5 separate regions of the Mus musculus genome follow, and regions 2, 3, 4 and 5 are each linked to region 1. A link is a contact called in public Hi-C, promoter capture Hi-C and targeted proximity ligation data. All regions are on one chromosome and are shown on one strand. The core of a region is the stretch at or near the end of the contact, and the rest is flanking DNA. Distances in the headings are between cores, read along the strand shown.

The links. Promoter capture Hi-C pulls out the DNA fragments that hold promoters and counts their contacts. A called contact is a pair of places that touch in the nucleus more often than the background predicts.
Region 2: a Hi-C map of B cells shows a contact between it and region 1, with 5 read pairs. A contact is called at or near these places in 1 of 484 Hi-C or Micro-C datasets (B cells) and 1 of 130 datasets of targeted methods (double positive thymocytes).
Region 3: a contact with region 1 is called in a promoter capture Hi-C map of pre-B cells, with 2.4 times the contacts expected there. A contact is called at or near these places in 1 of 39 promoter capture datasets (pre-B cells) and 1 of 9 other capture datasets (liver).
Region 4: a contact with region 1 is called in a targeted proximity ligation map of embryonic stem cells, with 3 times the contacts expected there.
Region 5: a Hi-C map of CD8 T cells shows a contact between it and region 1, with 5 times the contacts expected there. A contact is called at or near these places in 1 of 39 promoter capture datasets (pre-B cells) and 1 of 484 Hi-C or Micro-C datasets (CD8 T cells).

The regions. Positions count from the first base shown.
Region 1 is chr19:6,398,450-6,401,799 of GRCm38.p6, forward strand. It overlaps Rasgrp2 (RAS, guanyl releasing protein 2), which reads left to right and starts at 2,092. Exons shown (of 17, transcript NM_011242.3): 1 at 2,092-2,202; 2 at 3,272-3,350. The coding sequence starts at 3,342. Pygm (muscle glycogen phosphorylase) reads left to right here. Exons shown (of 20, transcript NM_011224.2): 20 at 1-15.
Region 2 is chr19:4,304,275-4,307,853 of GRCm38.p6, forward strand. Grk2 (G protein-coupled receptor kinase 2) reads right to left here and starts at 1,948. Exons shown (of 21, transcript NM_001290818.1): 1 at 1,628-1,948. The coding sequence starts at 1,740.
Region 3 is chr19:4,212,386-4,215,854 of GRCm38.p6, forward strand. It overlaps Clcf1 (cardiotrophin-like cytokine factor 1), which reads left to right and starts at 1,853. Exons shown (of 3, transcript NM_019952.5): 1 at 1,853-2,115. The coding sequence starts at 2,100. Gm45928 (predicted gene, 45928) reads left to right here and starts at 2,040. Exons shown (of 4, transcript NR_132309.2): 1 at 2,040-2,115. It overlaps LOC102631992 (a long non-coding RNA gene), which reads right to left. Exons shown (of 4, transcript XR_003952884.1): 3 at 665-3,367.
Region 4 is chr19:8,740,023-8,743,635 of GRCm38.p6, forward strand. Stx5a (syntaxin 5A) reads left to right here and starts at 1,781. Exons shown (of 10, transcript NM_019829.4): 1 at 1,781-2,475; 2 at 2,832-2,902; 3 at 3,058-3,113; 4 at 3,331-3,401. The coding sequence starts at 2,251. It overlaps Wdr74 (WD repeat domain 74), which reads left to right. Exons shown (of 11, transcript NM_134139.1): 10 at 74-130; 11 at 380-602. The coding sequence ends at 556. 1700092M07Rik (RIKEN cDNA 1700092M07 gene) reads left to right here and starts at 696. Exons shown (of 2, transcript NM_001177347.1): 1 at 696-824; 2 at 953-1,203. The coding sequence starts at 746. The coding sequence ends at 1,134. Mir6992 (microRNA 6992) reads left to right here and starts at 2,949; the gene lies at 2,949-3,057.
Region 5 is chr19:3,765,838-3,769,287 of GRCm38.p6, forward strand. Kmt5b (lysine methyltransferase 5B) reads left to right here and starts at 2,052. Exons shown (of 11, transcript NM_001379678.1): 1 at 2,052-2,503.

The sequences.
Region 1 (3,350 bases), core at 842-3,341:
CTCTTCCTTACTCTTCTCTGTTGCAAAATATTTTTAGCTCTTGGAGAGCTTAACAGCTGCTGCGCAGTCATCTCCTTACCGCCCCCCCAGCCCCCCCCCACACACCGCGGCAGGTGCATCCTCTGTGGGGAGAGAGGGGCGGCCCATAGGCGGTGTCTGGGACTCAGTCCCTTTTCCGGTGTCGCCCTCCACGCCTCTCTTCCCAGCGCTGTGTCCATACTAGGTCAGCGGCCAGCTTAGTTGGTCGGGGGCGGGGCGTCTGTCTGGGTGGGGCCCACCGGGTTAGGGAGTCGGTACTCGGGCCGAATCCTCCCGGACTACGGAGCTTTCCCCGCTGTCTGGGGGAGGGTCTAGAGGAGGCTTGGCGCCTTCTTGGCTCCGCCCCTAGCCCCGCCCCACTGCGGCGTTTTAGGGTCTCTTAGCAGGTGGCTAAAATAAATTCAAAACCAGGGGAGTGTTAGGGCTTAGGGCATTCGCAGATCGTTTAGGCGAGAACAGTGGTATATTCCCGGTTCTGGAGAAACTGAGGTATATAAGGGGCCTCTTCTGAGCCTCACATAAACCAAGATTGAAGTGCAGAGGACTGCTTCCCTCGCCCAAGGCAAGGAGGGGCAATCCTCGGAAGGGGTTTTGCGGCCCTGGGTTTCATAGTGAGTCTAAACGGCCGGAAACTGTTACCTATCCCTAGGCTAGGTGTGAGGGACATAACTGCTTGTGGCTGCCCCTCCCAAGTTCCTCGTCTCGGCCCATGCATCCAAGGCTTCCAGTTCCGAAACTGCAAAGCACCTACCCAATTTATAGACGCCTCTTTCTCTCTTGCCCAGTGGGGTGTCCCTCGCCCCATCTCTAGACAACGAACCTGGGTTCCCAGGGAGCCGCGTGTTCGTTCATTCATTCCTGGCTTTTTGAGGCTCCACTGGACCAAAACCAGCTCGCATTCTGTCCCAGCCCCTCCCCCAGGCCATCGCAAGGATCCGCAGCCCCACGCCCGCGACCTCCACCACGCCCGGGCCTCCGCCGCCCGCAGGAAGACGCCCGGGCCCGGGCAGGGTGAACCCCGTGGGAACGGTTTGTCTCGAAAACAGGAACCCGGACCGGGGGGCTGGGCGGGGCGCCCCTTCCCCACCGCAGTCCGCTTCCTGCCCCTCCCGGCTTCCTCCGTGCGACACCCAGGCGGGGCGCAGAGCCCGGGGGTGTCGCGGTGGGGGAGGGCTGCTGCACGCGGTCCCCACACCAACAGTGGCGCAGCCCCCCGCCCGCGGTTAAACTCTCTGGGGCGGCAGGGGAGGGGTTAATCTGCTTCAGGGCCCGGCGCGCGCGGGGCGAGAGGGGGAGTCCCCGGTGGAGGAGGCGCGGCGCGGGGTGCAGGGGCGGGGAGGGGGCGGGGCGGCAGGGCGCTGGGCCGCGGCGCGGAGACCGGGTGGGAGCCGCAGCCGCAGCGAGGCCGGCGGGCGGGAGCGCACGGAGGTGGCGCTGGCCGGGCAGGGTTCGGGGTCCGCGCTGCGGGTCCCAAGAGTGAGTGAGCGAGCACGCGCGCGGGTGGGGCGTGGGACACAGAGGGTGCGGCCCCTAGGGATCTCCTAGGGGCAGGCTGGCGGGGACTGCGGGTGGGTGGGGAATCTGCGGTCCTGGGTGGGACAGAGCTTGCGGAGGGGATGAGGCACTTAGAGCCACCCGCAGGAGGGGGGCGTTCGAGGCATTCCGGTGCTCGCCTGAAACGTATCTACCAGGCTCTTCCCTGCAAGTCCCCATTTGACAGATGGGAAAATTGAGGTTCAGAGAGACTAAATGATTCTCAAGGTCACCCAGCAAGGAAGTAACAGTCAGGAGGGAACGACTCTGAGAAGTCCTCGGGAGGATTCCCTAATGTAGGGGAGTCTGTGTAAGGGCGAGGTCCCTTTCCTTGGGACAAGGTTTTGGCGAGATCCAGGAATGTAAAGAACCCCAGGCTTTGGGGCTGCGAGCCCTGGAGCCTGGTTGAGGGGGGAGGGGCGGCAGAATGGGTGTGTGCGCAACCAGGGGGTATGTGGATGCGTGTGGGAGTGTACATGCGTGGAGATGCACTGTCTTTGCGTGTGTGCACACGTGTTCAGATGTCAGAGCTACTGTGATCGAGAGATCAGAGGCTGAGCTGGTTCAAGTGAACAGAAGGTCTGGGAGGTGAACTGCATTCAGGTTTGCATTCTGAAGTAAAGGACTTGGGTATGTGTGGCTGAGGATTTTCATTGCAGGTGTGCATGGGATGTGGGTGCCATTGTGTGTGATTAGGACGGGAGGTGTCTATGACCCTGGTGTGTGTGAAAAGGGTCTTCTTGCACTTAATGTAGGTCATTGGCCTTCGGCAAATACCTAGTCTAGAGAATAGGTGTTTGTTCCTGCATGGGTGCTTTTATAGTCCCCACTGATGACCAGGATTATTAATGGTGTCATGCAGGCCATGGCGCTAGCGGCCCCTTCTGGGCTCCCTACTCGGTGCTCTCACGCACAATTTAACTATGCAGCAGGGTGGGTGGGAAGGCGGGAGCCCAGGTTGGGAAGATATATGGCAATTCTGGAAGGGCTAGGACCGGACTCCTGGGACCTTAGTACTTGTGGGTTGGGAGTCCGCGGTTCCCAGGCTTTGGCTTCCCACTGACATCTCCCAACCGCAGTGGGCTACCCCTCCCACCCCCCGCCCCAGGAATGTTCTTCTCTCTAGCCCTCCTCCCCAAGGGCAGGCCCCTGGGGGATGCTACGGCCCCGCCTCCCACTCGGGGAGCCCAGGAGGGGGAGATGTAGGCAGGACTCCTGGGTTCCCTCCTCCCTCCTTCCATCCCAGGGAGAAATTCCTCCGAGGTCCCCTCAGGCACTGGGTTCCCAAAATAACCCTGCGGGGGAAGGGAGGCTGTGAAGGGAGGGGAAGCGGGAGGAGTGCAGAGTCAAGCTGTGGGGTGTTGCAGGTGCCTGTGGGGAGCAAATGCAAGGAGAGGAGGGCCCGCCAGGAGGCTTGGGGCACTAACTAACCCCTGGGGTCCTGGCTCGTCCCTTATTCTCGTAGAACCCTTCTAACCTCCCGCGACTCCGCGGGTGGGCCGGAAGCCTCTCAGCTAGTCCATTTCCCAACTAGCGAGTTGCACCATCCCGGGGCAGGACCGTTTAACCCTAGAGGGGCAACGGCAGGCAACTCCGCCCATGCCCAGCAGGGGGCGTGCCCACTCCGCCCCGTTCCTACGCGCCGAGCCGCTCCCCCCACCTCCCGCGCCTCTGCTGACTCCCACTTCTCCCAGGACAGGGGTCCGAATTGAGCACCGTGGGAGGCTCTGAGAGTGTAGCTTGGGTCTAGCCTACTGGCACCGGCAGCCATGACGAGC
Region 2 (3,579 bases), core at 698-3,197, 2.1 Mb before region 1:
GAAGAACCCCATGGCTGTGGCCGCCCAGGAGAGCACTACAAGCCCAAGATGCGGACTGCCCCTCCCCCACTCTTCCCTTTAAGTTTTGTCATTTCTGAACTCATTTTCATCCTAACTGCTGCTGCCCCTAGACAGCCCCAGCTGACACTCAGTCTAGTTCCTGTTTTGAGAAATCTGATTGCAAATGTCTTAGAAAAAAGGGGGGCCCAACGGCCTCTTCAAAACACAGACCAATTTTTCCTCTACAGGGCTTGGTTCTCAGTCAAACTGAAACCCAGTGTGCAGCCACTGGAGGAGGGGGCACGGTGACAGGCACAGCAGCAAGCCCGCAACCTGCCCACCTGGCTCTAAGGACAGAGGACACCAGAGGCCTATTTCACACTGCCCACTGGGGGTAGAGCATGTTCTACCACAGAGAATGACAGTAAAATCAAGGCCAACTCTTGGCTGTTAAAGGAGTTGGCATGGGAGGCTACTGGGACTGGCCTCACCACCCACCAGGAGGCATCCTGGTGGGTGGACACATCTCCTCTTCCAGATGCAGGACAGACGTCCAGGCCACCCTTCAGGTCAGGACAAAACATAAAACTCGAAGCTGAGAGCCCTGATGTGGAGGCCAGGTGACACTGCACAAGCCATTCCAGTCTGAGTTGTTTCCCCTCTCACACACACACACCTTGTTCTATGGGAACAAAACTACACCTGTCTCACTCGCTCTCTGGTCTCCTGTGCAGCTCAAATAGGAAGATAAGTCTATTTACCATAATATACTGGACAAGCCCCAGCTACACCTCTCACATCCTGCCCTGTTCTGCACCCACATCCTGGACAGTTTAAACTTTGATACCAGGTGCGATGACATCAGTTGTCTTGTAGAGAGGTGGCAGCATGGTCCATCTGCTGTAGGATGGGAGGTCCCCTGGTCAAAAGTACCCATAAGGAACCACAAGTGGGGAAAAGGGTAAAGTAGGGACTTCCCTCACCCACCGGAGCGCAGCCCTCAGGAATGGTACACTGCACTGTCCCCAGAAAGCACTCTCAAACCCAATCCCATAGTGACCCCACCATAGGGGAAGGCAAAATAAATAAATAAATAAATAAATAAATAAAAGTCTTCAAATTGGTCCTCTTCACTCCACAAACCTCACAAGAGTGTTACCCACTCCACGGGGAGTGGATAGGGTAGTGGAATACCAACGGGAGCAACAGACTGTGTGATACAATCGGGTAAACAGAGGCAGACTTGAGGAAGGGAACCACAAGGGAACACGAGAGGGTAGAGGGCAGAGCCAAGCATCAGGGTGGAAAGAAGGCTGCAGCAGAGTCAGGGGCTGACAGCGACCAGGCCGGGCAGTGAGATACAGGAAGCGGCAGGGCGGCCCAGGGCTAGGAGCTTGGACTTGGGGCGCCCAGGGCTTGCGGACACCAAGCCTTGCGGCGGCAGGGACAGAGGAAGTCTCCGGGTCCTGGGGCGGCCAGAATAATGGGGTCTCCGGGGCAGAAGGTCCCCGGAGTAGAAGGGGTTCCCGGGTCCTGGGGCAGAAGGTCCCCGGAACCTGGGGCGGAGGGGGTCCCTAGGGCACGGGATCCCGGGGCGGCGCGTGGGGCCCGGCACAGGCGGGCTCACCTGGGCTCTGGCAGCAGGATCTTCTTGCTGGCGCGCGCGGCCGGCGTGGCCTTGCTCTTCTCCATGGCCATCAGGTAGCTCACATCGGCCAGCACCGCCTCCAGGTCGGCCATCTTGGCGGCGGCGGCGGCGCTGTTCCTCCCGCCGCCCGAGGCTCCGCTCCGCTCCCGCTCGCTCGGCCCGGCCCGGCCCGCGCGGCTTGTGGGCCTCGGCGCCGCCGCCGCCCCGCCCGGTCCTCGCTCGTCGCCGGCTCACAGGCGGCGCCGCCCCATGGCGCCGGCTCGGGCCCGGCCCGGCTCGCGCTCCGCTCCCGCCGGGACTGCAGTCGGGGCGCCGCCGCCGCCGCCACCACCACCACCACCCGCTCGCCCGCGCCCCGGAGCTGCCGCCGCCGCCTCCGGCCCCGCCTGCCGCGCACAGCGCCAGCGAGCCGCCGAGGGGCCGAGCCGGGCGGGCGGCGGGCGGGCGGGCAGGCGACAGCGCCCCCTAGAGGCTGCACCGCTCGGGTCCGAGACACGGGTCTCAGTCCTGGTTTGTTACCTGAGTCTTCCACCAAGGACTCTAGGATGACCTCAGACCCCAAGCCATGACCACAAACGCGGATCCCATCTCAGCATGCTAGACTGCACGCTCCACTAGGGCCAAGACCGTGGGTCCTAACAAGAATCCTGACACCGACCAAGACTCCTATACTCAAATTTCTGAACATTCTCTCAGAGTCACACCATCATTACCACCCCTGACTCCTGACCTGACCAGATGACAATCCTGACTTCAAACTCCCAACAGGACCCCAGACTCAGAGCTTGGGCCGCACTCCTGACATGAACGTTTGTTGTTGTTCTTGTTTTAGAGAGGGTATCCCCGTGTAGCCTTGGCTAGTCTGTAACTCACTATGTAGACCAGGCAGACCACTAATTCACAGCGATCTGCTTTCCTCTGCCTCCCAAGTGCTGAAATGGATTAAAGGCATAGTCCATTAAACCACACTCTGATGAACGCCGAACTCATTAATTGATCGATCGATTGACTGATCAGTTGATTGATTGTGTATGCACATGTGGAGGTTAGAGGACAGACAATTTGACCATCAGTTCTCTCTTTTTACCACATGGGTCTCTAGGGATGGAACTCAAGGTCCTCAGGCTTGGTGGCAAACATTTTACCCACTGAGCCCTTCTGTGCCTTCTTCCTTGGCCAACTCCTGTCTACTTTACCTGGCTAGCACACGAGAGGCAAAAGCAGGTGTCTTTCTGTAAAGTCAAAGCCAACCAGGGCTATAGAGTGAGACCCCGTCTTAAGCAAATGAGTGAAAGCAATTTAAACTGCACACCTCTCTAGAGCACCTCTTTGCTTTCCAGGCTGCCAGGACACTCCCACCCCAGGCATGGACACTTAGAACCTGATTCTCCTGCCAGTTCGTGTCCAGCAAAGCAAGTATCCCGACTCCCCTGACTTCTTGACTCCTTCAGAAGAAAACAAATCCTATTAGGGGAGAAAGGTTGTCAGCGGACGACATCTCTAGACAGATCCTGCCTCTACTTCTCCTTTCCTAGGTCACCACTACAGCCTCCTGAGAGTCCTCTGACCTGTCCATTTCTCAGGGTTCCTAAAACTGCCCTCTGATACAGGCTCTGACCAGAATGGCTGTCCCCAAATCTAGATCTGATGGGATTACTGTACATTCAAGGCCAAACAACAGCTGTCTAGTGCCCCAGAGCTACCAAGAGTGAAAAGTCCTGTTTTTGTTTCTGGTTTTGGTTTTTCCAGACAAGGTTTCTCTGTGTAACCCTTGCTGCCCTGGAACTCACTCTGTAGACCAGGATGACTTTGAACTCAGAAATCTGCTTGCCTTTGTCTTCCAAGCGCTGGGGTCAAAGGTGTGTGCCACTATACCCACCTGAGACTGCCAAGTCTCCTTTGGTTTTGTTTGTTTGTTTGTTTGTTTTTTT
Region 3 (3,469 bases), core at 603-3,102, 2.2 Mb before region 1:
TGTGGAGCTGCACAGCCCAAGCCGGGCTTCCAAGCTGCTCCCCTTCCCTTCCTTGCTCCCTTCAGAAGGGGTGGTAGATGCTAGGGGGACCTCCTGGTCCACTCTGGGTCACTTACTTGTGGGCATCTGCCTTCTTGACCTTGGCAAGCGCACCAAGAGATGGTTAGGCTCACTGGCCAAGAATGCCATTGAAACTCCAGAGCCCTGGCTGGTGGGGGGTGGGGAGGTGGGGGAGGGAGGTCTAAGCACTTTTCACAGGGCCCCTCCAAGGCACTTTTCATCAGAGCAGCTACTGATGCTCTAGACTTCCCTGCCCCCACCCAGACCAGCTCTCCATTCTCAGCTTTTTCTTCTTGTTCAGAAAAGGGGGGGGGGGGTGAGGGAGAAAGAAAGGAAGGGAAAGAGGGGAAAAAAATAGAAAGAAACACCCCAACAACAAAGTCTGTCCCACTCCAGTGAGGTAATTGAAAACAAATTTTTTCCCAACCCCCCCACCCCCCCACCCCAGTTCTCCAGTGCAGAACAGGGAAGTGCCGCCCTGGGAAACTAGCACTGGCCATGACTGATGCCCACGCTGACCCACAGGCTGGAGGGGCTGTGTTGGACTGGCAGAGTGCCCTCCTTTCCCAGGGGTCCCAGCAGAAGTGGGGGGGGGGGTGAATACCTCATGCCATTCCAGAGACAGGCATCACCTTCCACGGCTGGCTGCCACCGCTATCTACCCCTGGTGAGACTACAGAGAAACAACACAGCAACTTATCAGATGACTTAATTGGTGGAATGCTTCTACAAGCACCCAAGACTTGGGGACCAAATGACTGTCCCCCAAGAAAAATCACAGAATGGGGCTGCCTCCAAGCCCCAGATGACAGCTGTTTCCTCTGCACTAGCTCTCATGCTCCCTCGCTCTCCCTGGCAGCCCTCTGGAGAGGGAGGAAGGAGGAGGAAAGGAGACCCTCCTGGGAGGGTCTAGGCTTATGGGTCCCCTAGGTCTCCCACTCAGAAAGTCCCAACCCAGGCCTGAGGGGAAGGAGGGAGAATGCTCTTAGCCAAACCACCCCTACCTCACCACCGGAAAAACCAACAACCCAAACCCCCAAAGGGAAGAGGATGCCAAATGTCTCGATGGGGAAGCTTTTCACTAACGGGATGCTGGGTCTATCCATGGCCTTGAATCTTCGAGTTCCCGCTGAGTCACCCGTGAAGCCTCTGGTGTTGAAACTGGTCCGGTGCCTTGTGCTGATTAATGAATTACAAATCCCCCACCCATGTGCACTCTCCCTGGTCACCGGGAAGAATGAAAACCCTTGTGAACTTGACTGAGAAGCTGGGCCCTGGTGCCCTCTCCCCTCCTCAGGGGGCATTGTGAGCTGGTTAGTCACCTGCCCCAGCCCCTGGCGCCACACTTAGCTCTAGCTTTTGGAAGTGGGACAAGTGGCGGGACAATAGGCAAGGGGGGCGGTCAGCCCAGACAAAGGGCAGCAGGAAAAACACCATCACTTGCTTGGAGGCCAGCTTGCTGGCATTTGAGAGAATGTGTCATTGCATTTACTCAAGTGGGAGGGGGAGGGAAGGTTAGAATGAAGAGGCAGAGGTAGAGTGGGTACAGGGACCCTCAACCCGGCAATGAGCAGAGGGAAGAAGGCCAGCATGCCTTGGCCGACACCAAGGAAGAAGCCCACACCAAGGCCAGCTCCCTTTCCAAGCTCTCAGGAGTTTGCCGAGGGACGATGCCCTCCCTGCCCCCTCCCCCAGGAGGCCTAGGGTGGTACCGTCGCAGCCTTGCCTCACCTCACCACCCCCCCCCTCAGTGTTGTGGGAGGGAGAGGAGCCCCAGAAGCCCTCCCTTCCCTCCTCCCCCCTCTTCCCCCCACCCGGGGAGGGCTGCTACAATTTGTGGTTACAGCTTTACACGTCAGAAAAAAAAAAGTTTGCAGAATGTCCCACACCGAAAAAAAAATGCGAAACCGAGAGAAAAAAACCTGCGAGTGGGCCTGGCGGATGGGATTATTAAAGCTTCGCCGGAGCCGCGGCTCGCCCTCCCACTCCGCCAGCCTCTGGGAGAGGAGCCGCGCCCGGCCGGCCCGGCCCCCAGCCCCATGGACCTCCGAGCAGGTAGGAGCCAGGCGTCCGAGGCCGAGGCCTCCGCCCCCGCCCAGCACCAGTGAGATCCGGTTCCCGTCCTCCTCCCCACCCTCGGAGCCCCAAGCCCGGGCCGGGCCGGGGAGCAGAGCTCGGGCTGGGGAGGTACGGCCGGGCGCCCTCGAGAGGGGCCGGGTGGGGACGCGGCATTCCTGGAGTCCGCTTGGCGGAGCCAGGAGGTGGCTGAGAACGCGGCGGGGAGCCTGGACAACCCTCAGACCTGGACGGGCGGCCACCTGGAGCCGCGGCGAGGCGGGGTCCCAGGGAACCCGCGGACACAGAGCCCCGCGCCAGAATCGGGGCGAGCGAGTCCGAGGCGGGCAGCGAGGGTGTGGGGGGGGGGCCGCGGCGCAAGGGAGGAGGGGGCCAGGAGAGGAAGAGGGAGGGAGAGAGGCAGAGGGGGAGCCCGCGGCCGAGCAGCGGGAAGCGAGGGGGAGGCCGACACCTCGGGCCGCGCTGAACTCCTTCCTCGGCCCGCGGGGAGGGCAGGAGGGCGCGCGAGAGGAGGGCGGAGGGCAGAGCAAACCTAGCTGGGCCGGGCCGGGCCGGGCCGGGCCGCCACGGGACTCCGGTTACTACGCTGCGCGCGGCGTGGCCGGAGCCCTCCATGCTGCCCACCGCCTGGGAGCCAGAGGCAGGTAGGCGCGGCGGGGTGGCCGGGGCCCCGAGCCCGCGGTGGCCTGGGAGTGATTACTGCAGGAGGGTGTTGTGGGGGAGACGCAGCCTGGCCGGACCCAGCAGGAAAAAGTCCGTCAGCGGCCGGGAGCGCCGAGACTGCCGGCAGCCCCTCGAGCGGCTGCCTGGCTAGGCGGCCCGTGGCAGGAGGGCGGGCCAGGCAGGGAGTGGACGCGCCGGAGCGGGCAGCGGCTCAGCCGAGCCCCGAAGCCCAACGCCCGGACCCCGCCTCCGCCCCCGCCGCCGCCGGGAAGGGAGCGAACGGGGGGGCGGGGCCGGGGGCGCCGGGGCCACACAAGGGGAAGGCGCCATCGCCGCCGGGAGGGGTCCGAGATCGAGAGGTCACGGTCGAGAAGGTAGGGCCAGCGAACTGCCAACTTCCACCGCCCCAGTTCTTGGAGCTGATCCCCTCAAGCAAAGTCCGCGTAGCTTCTTCAAAGTCCCCACACCCATGTTCTCACCTACCTTTCTATTACACTGGGGTGCAGAAGGCTTTCCTCTAGGAGACCCCCAATCTCCGTGTTCTCCAGAGCCTAGGAGCAGGAAGAACCTGCCAAAAGAAAGGAGGGCAGACAGGAGGATGGATGTATATGGCAGCGGCAGACCGAATCTTAGAGAGAGACTAGAGGTGGGGAACATCATTCACACCTCT
Region 4 (3,613 bases), core at 531-3,030, 2.3 Mb after region 1:
CCTTTCCTGTGCCCCACATCAAAAAGTTTCCGTCTCAGCTTATCTGGACTCAAAAACCCCTTTTATTTTACAGGTTTATCTCAAGTCTCAACTGAACTGCCTTCTCCTGTCAGGCCGGGATAACTGGGAGGTGAGCAACTAGTTAGGTGTGAGAATTTTGGAGCCAAAGGCATGATGGCAAGGGATTCTCTGTGGAGAGAACAGGAGGCTGCTAGAACACAGGCCGGGGCTTTCTCTTTACTGTAACTTAATTTCCTTGAGGAGTCCTCAAGCCTTTACAGGCTATTGCCAAGGGTGAAGTCCTCCAGAACACGAGGGCATTGGTTTCTAGATTTTCATCCTCTTTCCCTGACTCCTGAATGTCCTTCTTGATCATCAGGATGAGCCCCAAGAACCTCAAGAGCCCAACCAAGTACCCTCAGAAGACACAGAGACAGATGAACTTTGGGCCTCTTTGGAGGCAGCTGCCAAGCGGAAGCTCCCAGATTTGGACCAGACACAAGGTGCTCTCCAAAGAAGGAAGAAAAAGAAGCGGCCTGGATCCACCAGTCCTTGAAGCCCCTTGCTCATGTTGTTAATAAATAGCCCAACGCGCGTACTGATCCTGGACCTTTTGTGATGGGAGAAACGCCTTGTAGGTGGGAGGGGTTCCCTCACCTAGCTGCGGGAGACCTGACATCACAAAAGCTAGGCCCAGAGCTAGGCTGGCTGGGGAGGGTGACAGAGTCCTGCGCCTTTCGGGGCCATGGGCTGCTGTCAGGACAAGAACCGTTGGGCCTCGGATGAGCAAGCAAGGGATGAAGTAACAGAGGATGGCAGGGAAGGTAGGACTAGATACAAAAAACGGGTCTCAGGTCCTGGAATGGGAGCCGGAGGTGCCCCAAAGGGACTGCCCCAGAGGTGGGGCTGGAGAGAACAGAAGTGAATTAAGTGGACCCTGTGGTGCTTGTAGGCAACGAAGTGGACAACTCAGGCCGCCGTAAACAAAGATCTAACGAAAGTCTCCTGATCACCGTGCTGTGGCGCAGGCTATCCATGTTCAGCCGTCGGGAGTCCTCGCGGTCAGGCAAGCAGGACAATCAGATGCAGGAACGCAAACATGAGGGAAGCCACAAGGAACCAGAAAAAGGCTGACTACAACCCTGGTCTTAGTCCTCCCCAACACCAGAGAATAAAGTTAATATTGCGAATCTGCTGAAAACACTTAGGCCTAGGCTTCCAGCTTTAAAGGCTCTGAGACCACACACAGGCTCTTTAAGGCGCCTCTAACCCAGCAGGTCCAGATTTGTTCTCGCACTTCAGGGGCGGGGCCGCGGTGGCAGTCTAACCAATAGGAGAGCGGAGTCGAGTTTGCATGGTAGGGGTGTGTTCTTTCTGTCTCTGGGCTAAAAAAAAGGCGTGGCGCAGCAGCCACGTCACCGAGTTAGGAGTACGTCTAGGTGACGTGGCGGCTCCTGTTCTTTGGTCCGGCTTCCACTGCTTACAAGTCCTTCGAGGAGGCGGCAACGATCTGGGAAGAGTGGCGGTGGTGGTGGCGGTAGGAAACAGAAGAGGTAGGGTTTCGCTTCAGTAGGAGTCCAGCCTCTGTCGTTCGGCTCAGCTCCGGGCAGCGGCTTGACGGGGGAGGGGGGAAGGGAGCCAGGAGTAAGTCCTGCTGGCGGCTCCGCGTAAGCGAATACCTCGCTGTCCAATCAGGAAAGGTCTTGTTAAGGAAAAACTTGGCCCCATCCAATCAGTGGCTGCAGTCTTCCAACAGGCGGAACTTTGACGGAGGTGGGACTTCCTGTTTCAAATAAACACTTTTAAGAGGGTTTTTTCGCCTCCCCCTCCGCCCTCCGAAGTGTGTCCACCTCTGGAGATCGGTTGCTGTTTTCTGTGAGAGGGGGAAGGAAATCACGTATACCAAAGGCAGGATTGAGACCTGGGCTAACTGCAAAGGTCTGCCTGGAAGTTCAGGGCCGCAGGACCAGGCTGTGGCTGTTTTCTCGACTTTAGGGGCCCCGGCCGGAGCTCTGGCAGTCAGAGCCAAGTCGGAAGGAGACTCTGAGGAGGCTTCGCCTTGGGCCTGGAGGAAGCTGACCGTTCTCGCCGTGTCCAGGGTGCAGGATCTGCGGGTGGCCGTGGGCTCCAAAGTCTGTCAAATACGGGAAAGGGCCTGGGGATTTGCTAGTTGAGGGGAGCGTTTGGGGAAAGAGGCTGTCTGGAGAATGACATTCTCCTCTCCACAACAGTCTGAGGTTATGCGACTCGATGATCCCGCGGAAACGCTACGGATCTAAGAACACGGATCAGGGTGTCTACCTGGGTCTCTCAAAGACACAGGTTCTGTCCCCTGCAACTGCTATCAGTAGCAGCAGTGACAGCACTCCTTTGCCCACTCCGGTGGCCCTGGTCCCCTCCCCTCCCGACACCATGTCCTGCCGGGATCGGACCCAGGAGTTCCAGTCTGCCTGCAAGTCCCTGCAGAGCCGTCAGGTAAGAAGCTGGAGTGGAAAGGCAGGCGTGAGCCCATTTAGTTAATGCTTAGGTTTGTTTGGTAGTTGTCTAAACTTAATTTACAACTCTTAGATAGACTAATCTTATCAGTAGGAGAGGAGGAATTGTCTTCAGTAATTTCAAGAATACTTTAAGTAAGTTGCCCTAAATACCACAAAGGATGAGTCAGGATTTAAACCTACATCTAATTTTTTTCTTATCTACAAACCACTGATAAATGTAGATTGTCTGATGTCAACAGCGCTAGAGTGTTTAGTGGGTTATGTGAGGGAGCAGTGAAAAGCTGAGGTAAGTAGTGACAGGAACTAAAGTAGCAACTTTTTGATACAATTCAGAATGGAATCCAAACAAGCAAACCGGCTCTGCACGCAGCCCGACAGTGCAGTGAATTTACCCTCATGGCCAGGTGAGTTGAGAGGGGCGTTGTGGTGGGGTGATACAGTGTCTTAAGTATATCTGCCTGTGATGGTTTGGCTGAGTGGAATTGGTTGTGTTGGAGGTTATGGTAACAGCCTCTTTCCTGCCCTTTACCACAACCTTCTCACTGATGATCATTTGCAGGCGCATTGGGAAAGATCTCAGCAATACATTTGCCAAGCTGGAGAAGCTAACAATCTGTGAGTGTTTGGGAGGCCTTTCCTAGGTGGGACAGTGAAACATAGTACTAGGAGGTGAGGCTCATGGAGGTTTTGTCTTATTTTTTCTATGGTGCTGGGGATTTAAACCAGGGATGTATACCTTAAGGCAAGTGTCTCTACTACTGAACTGTCATCCTAGCTCTTTGAGCCTTGCTATTTACCCTCACCTGTCCTAATGTTTCATCTGTCTCTGCAGTGGCAAAGCGCAAGTCCCTCTTTGATGATAAAGCAGTAGAAATTGAGGAGCTAACATACATCATCAAACAGGTGAGCTGCTAGCCATCAGGAGAGCCCAGCATTCTAATTAGATTACTTCCATCATTTTCCATCGCCATGAATCCCCAGGGTAAGTATCTAGACCCATGTCCAAACACCCTGCTCCTCCATTGAGTCAGTAGACACTTAGGTCATCTAGTATTTATAAAGCACTGTTCTAGATGCTGATGAAACAACTGGGAAGCAAGAGCATTGTCTTCAAG
Region 5 (3,450 bases), core at 802-3,301, 2.6 Mb before region 1:
CTATAAAAGCCCCAAGCTTTCAGCATGGCTCAACAAAGGTCCTGAGCCCAGCCCAGTTTCATCAATCATGGTCTACCTAGGTCTCAGAGCTGCCGCTAGAAGAGCAGCAGTTGTTGAGGGATTGGAAGGACAGCACTGGACAGGCTGAAAGGCTGTGCTATGCTCACTTGGGTTCTTCTATGGCAGGCTAGAATCCCAGTCCATTTCCTTGGAAGGGAATGCCTACACTTGGCCTGGCATTCAGCAGGGAATAAATGGAAGCACTTAAGAGCTATACAGAGCTGGGAGCTTGGGTGAGCCTGAAGGGTCATGTGCTGTTGTTTTGAGGTGGAAGACAGGAGAATTTGGGGCCCAGGGTTGCTGAAGTTTGGGTGGACTTGGAACCTGAGCATTCTACCTCTGAAAGTCAGTCTAGGACCATTGGTGCCCACTGGAGGGACACCATCTGGTGTCCCGTGTATGTTCAGCTCTTTGGCATTTGGTATCAAACGTGGCAGAAGCAACTTTAGTGTCTCTGGCACATATTTGGAGCCAAGTCCTATAGAAGTCTTGTGGGGTAGCGGTATTAAGAAACTAGAAAAACACAACAAAACTAAGATCAAAGGAATTGTTAGCTGTGTCTACAAAAAGGGAATACAGCAGGATAGATCCGATGCAACAGGTGACTGGAAAGGGCAGGAAGTCGACCTGAAGTGTCAAGCCCTGTATCTCCTGTGACTGGTCTCCTATGCCCACTGCCCACTCCCAAGATGGTCTGTAGACTGAGGATACAGGTCACACAGCTGAGGTCAGCACAGGAATTCTGGTTTTGAAGAAATATACCTTCCCAGCTATGTGTCCTTAGCAGGTTTCTGTGCCTCTGTTTCCCATCTATGGAAGGGGATAACAAGCGTCGTCAAGTACTCAAGATCAAAGAGGCAAGGGCAATGGGAGCTAAGTTGGTATTTGCTTGACTCTGCTGAGCCATCCTCTAGAAAATGCCTACTATGCTAAGGTATGTGAGTGTTCAGTGTGGTAGTGGTGTTTGCAGGGAACCGAGGCAGGCTGGGGCCCTCCTGCAATGGCCTCAGCTGTTCTCCCTGTCTCATGTGTCGCTGGAGTTGCATTCTTTCTTTCCATTGCCTGGACATTTTCGTACCTTTCCATAACACCCTCCACCTCACTCAGGTGTTTGCTTCAATACGTGACAACCTCAAACACCTCCTTCAGGTCCCAACCACCTGCTTCACTTTAAAGCCTGCGTTTTTCATAGAATAGTGTATAAGAGGCTCTGGCTCCAGCCCTGAGTAGTTGAAAAGTCACCCAACTAGTCCATGCCTCAATTTCCCTGTGTGTAAACTGGAACCCACAATACTCTCGACCTCTGGGGATTACCCTGAGGGACAAATAAAGGGACACACCAGATCGTTGGGAACGACGTCTGGTTAGGGACAAGGATGTGACCCTCGTTATTGTTGTGAGGCACCCCTTATCCAACTGCAAGATCCAAGGGGTGGGGCTTCACCATACCCCAGGCGTGGGTGCAAGCCACTCCGGATCTTCCGCCCCAAGCTCCCGGAGGACCAAACCGCCTTTCTTGCGCCGGTTGAGCCCGAAGAGGGCGAGGAGTGGCTGCGTCGTGGAAAGGTTGTCACTCAGTAGGTGCTCAAGGAGCGGCCGGTGTCAGCACGGGGGACCCAAAGCACGCTCCCTCCCCGCCTCCCGCGTGGTACCGTTCAGGTGGCCCACATGGTCTTGAAGGGTGTTTCTGCTTCCAACGACACCCATCCCCACAACAAAGAAACTCGCCATTCCCGGCCGCCTCCCCTCAGTGCACCCCGGAGGCACAGCGGGCCCGGAGCGCCGTGCGCCTCGCAGTTGCCCCCTGAAATCGCAGCTCGGGAGCTGTCCCTGGTAGGTGCAGGTGCGCACGAGACGGGGGCGGGGGCCAACCCCGCGGGGCAGCAAGCGGCCGGGGTACTAGGTGGCGCCCACCGGGCGCGCGGCGACGCCGCCTCCACCGAGATTTAAAGGGCAGCCGGGCGGAGGGATCTTCGAACGACTCTCGCTGCGATCCCTCCGCCTCGAGGCTCAGCGACGGCAACGACGTGGTTTCTTTGGTGGTGGTGGTGGGGGGGATTTACTCTTGTGCCTCCGCTGTCGGGTGCCGCGGCAGGGAACTTCATTCTCTCTGGTGTCTCTCAGCCTCTTCCCGCAGAATTCCGTCGAAGCCATCGCGGCCACTAGCGCGGAGCAAAGGTGCGCGCACGCTCGGTGTCGGCGTGGTGTCCCTCCGCCGTCAGTCGTGGACTCCTTTTCGTGTCCTTCCACCGAGCCCGGGCGGTGTCCGGGTGGCTCACCGGGGGCGGCGACGCGTCTGCGGCGCGGCAGCGAGGCTCGGGGGCTATGAGGTGAGGACGCCCGGGGACCGGAGGCGGCACCCGGCGCTGCGCGAGAACGCAGGACGCGAAGCCCCGAAGTCGGCGGATGCCTCTCAGATCCCGCGACTGCGCGCGAGGTGGAGGTGAGGCCCGAGGACTGTGAGGCGGGGGTGGCCCGGCGCTGCGAGCCAGGGCTCGGGGACAGGGGCTTGGCGCGGGCCGCGGTGGTGGCCGTGGCGGCAGGGTTGGGGGGGCCCCTCGGCGGACGCGGACTCCTTTATTTCCCCCCCCCTTCCGTCAGCGGAGGCAGCGGGCGGTGCTACGTCCGTGCCGCCATATTGGATTTTACTCTCCAATTTTTTTTTCTGAGGAAATATTTTTTGGTGATTAATTTTTCTGGAGGGACCAAAAAGTGTAGCCGGGCGCTTCGGGAGCTCGGTGGCGGAGCTCTTGGACGGGCCCGGTGCTGGAAGACCGGCAGTGCTGGCGGTGAGCCGCGGAGGACGTACGTGCGTGCGTGCGTGCGTGCAGGAACCGGGCCGCGGGGCGGGGCTGCGGGGCCGGGGCGGCCGGGCGAGCGAGCACGGCCTGCAGTGTTGGCGGCGGCCGGAAGGGAGCGGTAGCGGTCGGCGAGGGCCGGGTCGCGGCCGCACGAGGGGAGCTGCTCGGCCGCTCGGGATTGGGGGACTGTGTTTTTCCTCTTCTCCAATGGGCGGCCGGCAAGCGTCTCGCCCAATCTGCTCGCGCCGGCTCGCCGAACTTTCGGTTGTTTTTGTTTTGGCCCGAGCCTCGTTTCCTGTTGCTCCAGGCTCAGACTGTCGCGCGCGGGGGTGGGGTGGGGGTGGGGGGCAGTCGCTCGGGCCCCACGCAGTGGCACTGGCGTCACTCGATCTGTCATCCGCTCGTTCAGCCAGAGTGCAAGAAGGAGAGGAGGAGACGTGAAGTTCATCTTGAACTTTCTGATGGCGCTCACTCTGAGACAGTCCTCTCAGAGGAGCAGACAAGATGGATTGCCTGACTTGATTTGTTTGTTTGTTTTTTAAACCTGCTTTCTAGACTTAAAACTGTCTGACACAGGCCTGAGGGGTTG